Regions from separate parts of the Sus scrofa genome. Here region 2 is linked to region 1. A link is a contact called in public Hi-C data. All regions are on one chromosome and are shown on one strand. Each heading gives the region's core, a stretch centred on a gene start, on an enhancer-like site or on the middle of the called end of the contact. The rest is flanking DNA. Distances are from core to core; before and after follow the strand shown.

What was found. Hi-C and Micro-C count contacts between places; a contact is called where the count stands out from the background.
Region 2: a contact with region 1 is called in a Hi-C map of undifferentiated spermatogonia, with 1.8 times the contacts expected there. The contact joins two enhancer-like sites. A contact is called at or near these places in 6 of 47 Hi-C or Micro-C datasets (brain, embryonic fibroblasts, heart right ventricle and 3 more).

The regions. Positions count from the first base shown.
Region 1 is chr1:97,196,232-97,201,519 of Sscrofa11.1, forward strand. No RefSeq gene overlaps it. Among named protein-coding and RNA genes, the nearest start is that of SMAD2, 290 kb to the right of the region's middle. Within about 2 kb of position 3,855, at least 3 of the 83 cell types and tissues checked have an H3K27ac peak or open chromatin away from gene starts, as enhancers often do. A contact at or near this core is called in undifferentiated spermatogonia, where this site is marked.
Region 2 is chr1:97,341,331-97,346,549 of Sscrofa11.1, forward strand. No RefSeq gene overlaps it. Among named protein-coding and RNA genes, the nearest start is that of SMAD2, 140 kb to the right of the region's middle. Within about 2 kb of position 1,586, at least 9 of the 83 cell types and tissues checked have an H3K27ac peak or open chromatin away from gene starts, as enhancers often do. A contact at or near this core is called in undifferentiated spermatogonia, where this site is marked.

The DNA.
Region 1 (5,288 bases), core at 2,605-5,104:
GTTCCCAGGTTAGGGGTCCAATTGGAGCTGTAGCAGCTGGCCTACACCATAGTCACAGCAATGCCAGATCCAAGCTGAGTCTGTGACCTATACCACAGCTCATGGCAATGCCGGATCCTTAAATCGCGGTGCGAGGCCAGGGATCGAACCTGTATCCTCATGAATCCTAGTCAGGTTCATTTCCACTGAGCCACAACAGGAACTCCTGTTGGTGTTTTTGAATCTGAGCTGAATAATCCTATTCTTTTACTTGCTGTCAGACTTTCATCTGTTACTTTTTACTGCTGTGAAGAATAACATGGAAAGAAGGCTGGAGAAGGAATTCCTATCTTTAGTGTTTACCTAGTGCCTACTTTAGTGCTTGGAACACAGTAGGTGATCAAGAATTAGTTGATGAATAAAGGAATAAATGATTTAATTTCCAATACTGGCTTCACCATTTCCCAGCTGCATCACCTTGGGCAAATCCTAAGCTTCACTTTCCAAATCTGCAAAATGGAAATAATATCAACACCTTATTTTTTGGGATGCTTGCAAAGATCAAATTAATTAAATAAAGGTATCCAAATGAAAGTGTTTGTGGACTGTAAAGTGCTATACAGAAACCTTGTTTTTCGCTTGTAACAAGATTGCGATTAGTGTTATAGTGCACAGGTTTCTGGGGAATAGTCTGCTCTCCTGGAGGCTGGTCTGGTATCAGCCTTGGTCAATCCAGGTGTGTGCTGTGTGGTCCAGCTGTCTCCCATCAGGCTCACCTAGTTTGGTGACATGTGTTCCCAACACCCGCTCCTCCTTCCCTGGGTCCTGTCCTCATCTCATTCCTCCTCCCTATTCCCAGATCCCCCACCTGTCGTATCCTTTCTGTTTCACTGGATGCAGGAACCCATCCATGTCAAGGTGGCTGGGACTTAATCTACCATCCCCTCCCTGGAGATCTGGATTAAGATTGTTAGAACCAGAGGTCTTTAGGGCTTCTTACTAATCAGAATTGACATGGATTTTGATCAGGGACAGAGAACTTGCTAGAAGCTTCTCAGGACCATCAATTCCCCTGAAGAGTTTTCAAGAGTAGGAAATGTGTATTTCAAACAGGGAAAATAAAATGCTTACCCACCCAAAGGAAGTCGCCAACAGTGGAATTTCCAGGAAGCATCAGGAGAGAGAAAATATTTGAGCCAGTGGGTGGGGCCAGACTCAGGAGATAGGGCTCTCAAATCCCTCTGTTAAGGGAGCCACTTTTCTGGCCAGACTTTGTTCACAAAGGTCTAGGAACCCTGAGTTCCTCACAGAATCACACAGCAAATGTCCAGCCCATCCAGATCACCTGGATGTCAGGAGAAGCTCAGATACCCTGACTCTTCTGGTTCAGGGCTAGCTCCCTGCTCACCCCAAGAAGCCAGCGCAAGAGTCTAAGGCTAATAGTCTGGGTACCTCACAACTAACTCCTTCAAAGTCCGTATAAATGTTGTCTCCAGGGGATTTCTTATAAGGAAGATCAGACATTAGCTTCAACCACTGTCGGCATGAGCATCACCACAAAACCCACCATGTCTACCATCATTACTCATCACCACCACCACCAACACCACAATTGCCACCACCAGCACTGACACAATCATCACCAACCACAACCAACACCACAATCACACAATCATCAACACAATCCTCACCACTACCCCACCAGTTCCAGGACTGGGCTTAAGTCAGAGTCCAGGAATTTCTTAGGTGTAGGACCTTCTGAAACCTATTTTATCTTTTTGTCTTTTTTAAGGGCTGCACTCGTGACATATGGAGGTTCTCAGGCTAGGGGTCGAATCCGAACTGTAGTTGCCAGGCTGCACCACAGCCACATCGATGTCAGATCTGAGCCGCATCTGCAGCCTACACCACAGTTCATGGCAATGCTGGATCCTTGACCCACCGAGTGAGGCCAGGGATTGAACCCACAACCTCATGGTTCCTAGTCGGATTCGTTTCTGCTGTGCCATAATGGGAACTCCTGAAACATATTTTAAACTGAGTCTCAGTGTCCTGATAACACTAACTTCTGGAGTCATGAGGATTAGAAGCAATATATGCCAGTAACACCAGCAGTCACCATATCTATGATAGCTACTATTAGAAGGGTGCATAGGTCAAGAGAAGATGAAATTAATTGTTTAATAGTTAATCATTTTAAGGGAAAAAGACAATTTCTTACCCCAGCATTTGGGGACTCTTTGCCAGCTGGAGAAAAGAATGCACATCCAGTGGCGTCCACCCCTTGGCCCTGCCCTGTCCTGCCAGAGTGAGCGACTGGATTGTTTCCTCCCTTGGTTCTGTTTCCTCCAGCCCCAGGGGACACACTGTTAGGGAAATAGTGAATTTGCTGGAGGAGATGCCTCTATTCTTTTTGCATCACTTGTTGTAACAAATATGCACAAGATGACAGCCAGAACCTACCCTGCCAAATTTCAGGAGCCCCGGGGCATTTTGAATAGAGAGATGCCAAAAGTTAGAGTCCATCCAGCTCCCTCTAACTCTTGTATCATCTTGGGAACTTGCTGGTTGACACTGACCTGGGGAGTGAGGAGTCCCAGTCAGGCAGTCCCGTTGGGTGGCCTTCTGCCTGCCTTCCGCCTTCCTTCCCTCTCTCTCTCTCTCCTTCCTCTCTTCCTTCCTTCCTTGTCATTCGTCACAAACCACTGCTGTGTCCACAGTGGTCCTGTCCACAGGCTCCCTCTCACTCTGAGGCATGAGCAATGGCACCTCTGCCCCCCGCGAACCCCTCCACCCCCACCCCGTCCTCCGGGAGGGCACAGCTCTTGGCAGACGATCAGTGATGACCTGCCGGAGGCACCACTCCGCATGCATGCCAAACACCATCTCCTCTCTCCCTCCCGGCATGCCAGGCTCCTCTGACAAGGAAGGGTAAAGACCCTCCAGGGTTCTCAAGAACATCAATATGTTTTGTATTTAATGTGCTGGCTCTGTTACAGCAAATTAAAGTGAGGGGGCCTGGTGGAAGGGAACACAGCCCGCCGTTCCTCTGTCCCTTGTTGAGCAGGAGGCTGTGGAAACGGCACTCCAGTGTGGGAAGGAGCGCGCACTACACTCCCCTGCAGAACAGAGCAGACATTAGACAAAGCCCCGAGTCTTAATGGGACGCATCCGGCAAACATCTGAGCTTGGGCCTTCAATCACAAACGCTGCAGGATTTAAAAATGAATAAACTTCACATTGTGTTTCTCTTATTTATCCTTTATGCAAATTGTCCCTGGGAGGACCCATTACGTGCACTGCATGGGGACAGCCGAGGCCGGCTCCAGGCTTGAAGGACCACTTGCAAGCAATTCCTGGAACGCCAGGCCCATCCTAGTGCTTTACAGAGGGAGAGACAGTGATCATAAAAGGGAAATAAACAGATTCCGAGTGGTTGGCTCGGGCGGAAAGTACAGGCACGCGAATGCGTGCGCGCACGCGCACACACACAATAACACATGGACGACATTCAAATCGCACCTCTGACAGGAGCAAGGGCCTCTGTGTGGAGAGGGCGCGTCATCTCCCCAGTTCTTTGCTTCTGCTACTGATGGGTGAAGAGGAGCCGCTTGTGAGGCTGAGTGAAGAGGTGGGCAGGACAGTGAGGGGCTTCCATAGGGTGAAGTTTTGGTGGTGAGTGGGGGCTGGGACCCAGGCACTGTCCTAGCGCTGCCCCAGCGACACATGGCCCGTGGGCTCAAGGGGAGCTTCTCGGCTGAGGGGAGCTGGGGAGTGGTGGGTCAGGGAGTCGCGGCTGTGAGTCTGGACCAAGGAAGCCAAGAGGGACTGAAGTCAGGCCAGGGCAGCTCTAGTCCAAAAAGTAGAGGGCCAAGTCCAAGGACATTTTGGGGCTCTTGGAAGGAGGGCAGAAGAAAGTGAAAAATGAAAAAACCCGAGACTGCCATGGAAGAAGTTTCCCCACTCCCTGTTCCAACGGGAGCCATACTTGCTTGGTTTAGGACCTAGTTTCAGGCACCCGTAAGTGCTCACCCCACTTCTAGTGGCCTGTGTCTGCCCAGAGTCAGTCGTGTGGCCTCTGGGTCTAGATAACGGGCAGCAGGCCCCTGCTCCAGGCACAGGAGTGGGCACAGATTGGTGTGTGATGGATGCCTGTCAGCTCAGCAAATATCAGGTGAGCCCTGGCTCTCTAATGGGTCAAGCCAGCCGAGGAAGCTGGTTTGGGAAACAGTCTACCAGTCTGGCATAACAAGTGACTCAAAGCACACCAAACAAATGGCTCTGAAAAACAAACAGCCGATGCAGCCTGAAATGGGTCACCTGGTCCTCTGGGACCTCACCCTGGGTGGTGGACCACACAGCTCCTGAGAGCACGTGACCCCTGGATGCTTCTTTTCCTCCCAGGTCCCTCTTCTGTTTGTAGATTGGGTGGGCATTTTCTCTTCTTTAAGAGCATTGTGCATAGACAGACAGAACTCCCCTCGCTCCTCTCTCATTTCCACCTTCACTGTCATACCCAAGCTGTTACCACTGTGTGTGCCCTGGGGTCAGAAGAGCCACCACACTTCCAGCCTCCAAGATCAGAACCAGGAACTACAGTCTCCAATTTCCCCTGCCCTCCCACCTCCCACCCCCGGGGTCTAAGCAGTTGGCACATTCACCAGTGCTTTCTCCAAAGGGTCCCTGGGCTAATGCCTCATCTCCCCATCCTGGCTTCCACTCCCACTGCCAGCCCCTCATCACTCACTGGCTTCACTGCATGCAGCCTGGCTCTGGCGCCCCCTGCAGTCTTCCCCCAACAGGTTCACATGAGTTATGAGAAATAAAGCACATAGAACAGTGTCTGGCACAAAGCTAGTGTTCTAAGTGCTTTCAATGTATACATTAATTTAATCTCATAATAATATTTTAAGGTTGATATATGCCCATTTCACAGGTGGGGAAACTAAAGGGAGGAAAGGGTGATTAGTCTTTCCAGGCTCACACAGCTGATCAATGGAGGAACTACAATCTGAACCCAGTGCCTTCAAAGGTCACTACCAAGTTCTCATGTAGGCAGGCGACATCCAGAGAGGTACAAAAGGCTCTGAACGTGGGCACCTTTATCTAGGAAAAGCTCTGCTTTAATCTTAGTCATATATTGGCTTTCTCATTTTTTTAAAAAAGAATTTTTTTATTCTAAAATATATTGCTGGATTTATGTCAAGGAGTGTTCTGCCCATGTTTTCCTCTAGGGGTTTTAGAGTATCCAGTCTTACACTTAGGTCTCTAATCCATTTTTAAGTTTATTTCTCTATAGCATTTAGAGA
Region 2 (5,219 bases), core at 336-2,835, 140 kb after region 1:
CTGGGGACAGACACTGGCTGAGCCATCTTCCAGCCTTTCTTCCTCTCTGGCACTTGGGAACTTGTGTAAAACTGCCTGCTGCCTTCCCTTACAGCCCCTCCTAGAAAGTCGGTCTTGTTGAAACGAAAGCAACAGGGCGGGACACAAGGAAGGCGTCTTGAAGGGGTCAGTTTGACCAGTTAGAGTGGTGGTGAGATAAAGCAGCCCAAATTTCTCCTCCATCCTCCCCTTGCTGAGGAGGAACCAAGGCCAGGAGGAGGAGACAACCAGACCAGAAGGTTTCCAGTCAGAGCCCCACCCCCAAATCTGAGGAGCCCTCTTAACCCTAGTGGGCCTCGCTCTGTGCAGAGACAAATGGGGGGATGAAATCTCAGCTTAGCAGACCCCGTTTTTTTAAACTCAAATCCCATTTCCCTATTGACCCACAGGAACATCTTGGAGATCGTTAATCTTCATTTCTGATAGATTTTCTGTCAATATTTCCCTGTCTTGCCCCCACCCCAGCCTTTCCATCAAGTAGTTAATGAGCTGTAAACAAACACTTGGATGCACTGGGGGGTGGGGGGCGGTCTTCCAAGAAGCCTTTTGAATAGTGGATCAACCTTCATGACACAAATGGCAGCCTCTGGTTCTGCTAGAGGTGTACAAGTGTGTGGGGCTTTTGTTTTTGTGGGGGGTTTTTTTGTTTTTAGGGCCACACCCATGGCAAATGGAAGATCCCAGATTAGGAGTCAGAGCTGTAGTCACCAGCCTACATCACAGCCACGGCAACACTGGATGCCACCCGCATCTGAGACCTACACCACAGCTCACCACAACACCAGATCCTTTAACCCATTGAGCAAGGCCAGGGAGGGAATCCACGTCCTCATGGATACCAGTCCGGTTCTGTTACTGAGCCACAACAGGAACTCCTGCACAGGTGTGTTTAGTTTTTCTCACTTGGGGTCCCCAAGACTAATGAATTGAGGACAACCCCTCCCCTTCCTCAGGGAGGGTAACAACTACCCAACTTAAAGGCAGTGCTTTAACAAACCAAACTCCCCTCTCCTCTGCCTCTCACCACCCGGGACGCTCCTTGGACTTTCTCCTCCCTCCCTTCTCCCCCCCCCCCCCACCCCGCAGGCTGACGAGGAGCCAGCTGCTGCTCTGGGTTAAGGGTTCCAGAAGGAGGAGGCTAAAGTCAGAAGCACAAGGTAGGCGGGCTTACCTGGGATTGAGCCACGGAAGTTCCAACTTGCCCTTCCTGTGGGAAGAGTGGCCTGGGTGGGGCCCCTCGATGGTGTCCCGGGTGCCCGGGGGGCTCTGGTTTTGGAAGCTCCCATAGGTGACAGTGGACTGGAGAAATCGAGCTTGACTCCACAGTTTGGTTTCAGGTCACCCAGGGCATATCACAAAGACCACGTGAGGTGGGGGGGTCTCAGTTTTCTCCCCCCCTTCGATGGGGTGAGACATTCCTTCCCTGCCTACCTCCCAGGCGGTTCTGAGGATCCTGGAGCGCAAGATTTGGGAGCAGTCTAGAGGTGTCACAGATGTCTAAGAGGTGACCATCCCTCCCTCGCCCAGTCCCTCTGGCCCCAACACCCCCGGAGTCCCCATCTGTCCGCCCCACCCGCCAGAGCCCGGGAGTTTTCCTGCAGCCCGCCTGAATGTTAACACGCAGGGAAAACTTCAAGGAAAACATACAGCTGATAAAAATTTAATGCTATATGTAACAAAGCAGAATGAATATTTAATCCGTGCTTTTATGCGAAACCACATAACCAACTGGCCCCACGCGGCGGCGAGGGCGGCGCTGCTCTTCCCCGCTCGCGGCGCCCCGCGCCGGCACCGAAGCAGTTAAGCTGCTGGCAACAAGCAGCTCCTAATAAACACTCGGCTAATTCTGTAGGAAAAGCACTAATTAGAAAAGCAATAATAATCGGTGTAATTGCTCTAAATTACCCTCCTAACAGAGAACTCCGCTCGTAGCCGGCAACACAGCTGCCGCCGCCTACCCCGCTCCCCGCGTTCTCGGCCCCGCGCTCTGCTGCCCCCTGGTGGCCGCTGCGCGCCGCACCCTCCTGGCAGCGCGGAGCCATCAAGCAAACCCTGGCGCTCGGGCGCCTCCTGGTGACCAATTCGCCGCGTTGACCTGAGGACCGGCCAGCGGCTCGGGAACCCGGGCACCTCTCCTTGGACTTTCTCCTCCCGCCTCCTCTCTCCCATTGGACGGCTGACAAGGCGCCAACTTCACATTGGCTGGACGCCGGAAGAAAGAACGATATCAAAATAATAATGGAATGAGGGGCCCTCTAAAGAGTTCTCGGGATAGTGTGGATTTGGGGGATTGCTTTTGGGGAATGCGTTTGGAACAGACAAGCCCAAAGTGGGAGCTCAGGATTACAGGAGAAGATGCCTAGGAAGGCCAGGACATTTTCTGAGAGCCCAGTCCCACACAAGCCTTTGGAGAACCGTGGGTTGGAGGGCCTTCATTTGATCTGGCCTGAGATTAACGAGGGCACGATGGTTTATGAACCGTTGCAGAAGTTTCTAATTAGCCTCCCTTCTACCATCTGTGCCCCCCTCCCCAGCCCATCCTCCACCACGCAGCCACGTCCTGGTAAAACACGAGTCTCATCATGTCACTTCTCACTCAAAATCCCAGTGGCTCATCTCACTCAGAGTTAAAGCTGAGTCCTATCAGTGGCCCTCAAGACACTGCGTGCTCAGACCCCGCCCTCTTCCTCTCCTTTTCCACTCACTTCGTTCCAGCCATGTTGGCTCACTTGATAGTCACAAACGCCAAGCACAGTCCTACCTGGGCCCTCCCCTCTGCCTGCAGTGCCCTTTGCCCCCTTAGCCACAGAGCTGGTTCCAGCCCAGCTTTTCCATGGCTGCTCAATGCCCCTCTTCAGAGGCCTGTCCTGACCCCCATATCTAAAAGAACATCCCCATCATGCATCATCCCCTTACCCACCTTGGTTTCCTTCATAGAAATTCTTCATCTGACAAAATATATATCTGTTTATTTTTGTCTCCCTCACTGGACTGGAGGATCCATAAAAGCAGGCATTTTTCCTCTTGTTCATTCGTGTATCTTCGCATCTGAAAGAGTACCTGCCATATAACATGAGTTCAGTAAATGCTTGATAAATGCTAAATTATTAAAACATCAAACACCACAAAGAAATGAATTTCTAATGGTGGAATTTCAGACACTACAGGAATTGCTAATAGACACAACACAGTACGAGGCATGTAAGTGCTAGAAATGGTTTGTAGAATGATGGGCCTTCTTGATGTCTCTGTAAGCATCCTTTGTCTCTATCAGGTAAGTGGTTGCTTTAACCCCTTCCTTAGAAAAGCATTCAATATACAGTTACCAATTTATTGTTGTTGGATGGTTTGTTTGGCTGATTCTCTGACAGTGAGTATCTGGGGCAGGGGGTGGCAGGGTGGCACACCTGTTTTCTTCCCCCAGGCGAGGTTCAAGGAAGCACATACACAGTTGGCATCATCCCTCTTCCCAATGGTCTCTCTGGGCTTTAGGTGCCTAGACTAATTGTTCCTGGCCTAGCCAAATGGAAAATATAATTTCTAACTAATTAGCCCTGAGTTTGGTGCCCCTCATCATGTTACGGGACTGCCCCTCTCCCAAGAGAGGTGGGTTCCCCACCCACATGTGGCCAACATTTGACACTGCCTCTGTGGAGAGGGAGACAAAGGCCCCCAGCCTGGCCATTGTCTGCGCTCAGAGTTCATGGGCAGGCAGACACAAAAGCCTGATGAATTCTTCATGACCCTCTGAAAGGGTGGCTCCCTCAGCCCCCATCATGGACCACAGGTGAGCACTTGAATGGAAGAGAGAAGGACATGATCTTTTCAACCCACCAGTTCCCTCTCTCGAGTCTTTGAACAGAGTGCCCTGAACCTCCTTTGCCAGCCTCCTCACCTTGGAGATGCCAACCCTGCAGTTTAGCGGAAACTAGAATCTCCGCCATCAGGTCAAAGCAGGGTCACCCCAGCATCCAGAGGAATGCGCCTCCCTTCCACACCACAGATACTGCTGCTGAGAAAGGCTTCTGGGGCTCATGGGGTGAGACCCTGGCTCTTGGCAGGACTGTTACTTCCTCTGCTCTGGAAAGGGTCTGCAGAGAGAGATCTGCCCCTCCTTCCACAAGGAAAGTCCTGGGGAGAAAGCCTCCCCCAAGCTTCCTCTCCATCCCACAGGAGTCCTGCCCAGACTGGGCCTGAGCTCAAAGGGGTGCCCTCTTCCAGGGCACCCTCTGCCAGTGGATCCCAGGCGGTGTGAGGACTGCAGGTTTCAGCCCCGTTCTGACACTGAGGGTCCAAACCTCACTGCTTTCTGCCCTCAAATCACTCCCTCACCCAAGATGTCCTTGAAGGGAAGAGGCGACAGTTCTCTGGCCAAGTCCTTTATCCAGTAACAAGTGGAGAGAGGAAGGACGATGCTGGGGGAGGGGCTGGATTTGAATTAATGAGCTATGTACTTTCCTTACCCCATAATCCACAGCATTTGATGCAGCGGCCAATTTAACTTAGTGGTGGGATAATTTGTCATGAGGTTGTTAGGCTGGAGAAACTGGGGTGGGATGAGAAAGGGTGGGCAAAGCAGGGCCAAACAGAACAGGGGGCTCTCCCAAGCGCCCCTTAGAAATCTTCCCTGGGGAGGCCCACTCCATGGACCAGGAGCCCAAGGGCAGGGCTCCTCAGGGGCAGAGCTAGGATAGGATCAGGGAGGGAGGGGCCCAGCCTTTGCTTACCTCTCCTCTGAGGACAGGGGGATGTCTGTGAAATTCCCCAAGGACCGGGACCTGCGTGCTTTGTACAGATTTATTGGGTCTATATAATCGAGGGAACATGGATGGATGGATGGAAGGATGGATGGATCCAGGGATCAATTTGAGCTCCACCCAAAGTGTCTACGCAGCTCATAATGGGACAGAACCAGGACATCTGGCCTCATTTCTGTGTCCCAGCCACATGCTTCCCTTAGAGCCAAAAATTAGAGGACCCAGAGTTAGATGGTTCTAAAAAGGAAATTCATTTTCAGGTGGGCTGGGTGACCACAGGTCCTGGTTTGCCCAGACAGCTGTCCCAGTTTCTACCTGTGTCCCAGCATTAATAATTACTGTTAATAGTACCCACTTTCAGTTATAAGACTGTCTTGGTGTGGATAGTACATTGTATGGTCACCAGCAGAACAGGAAGTTCTT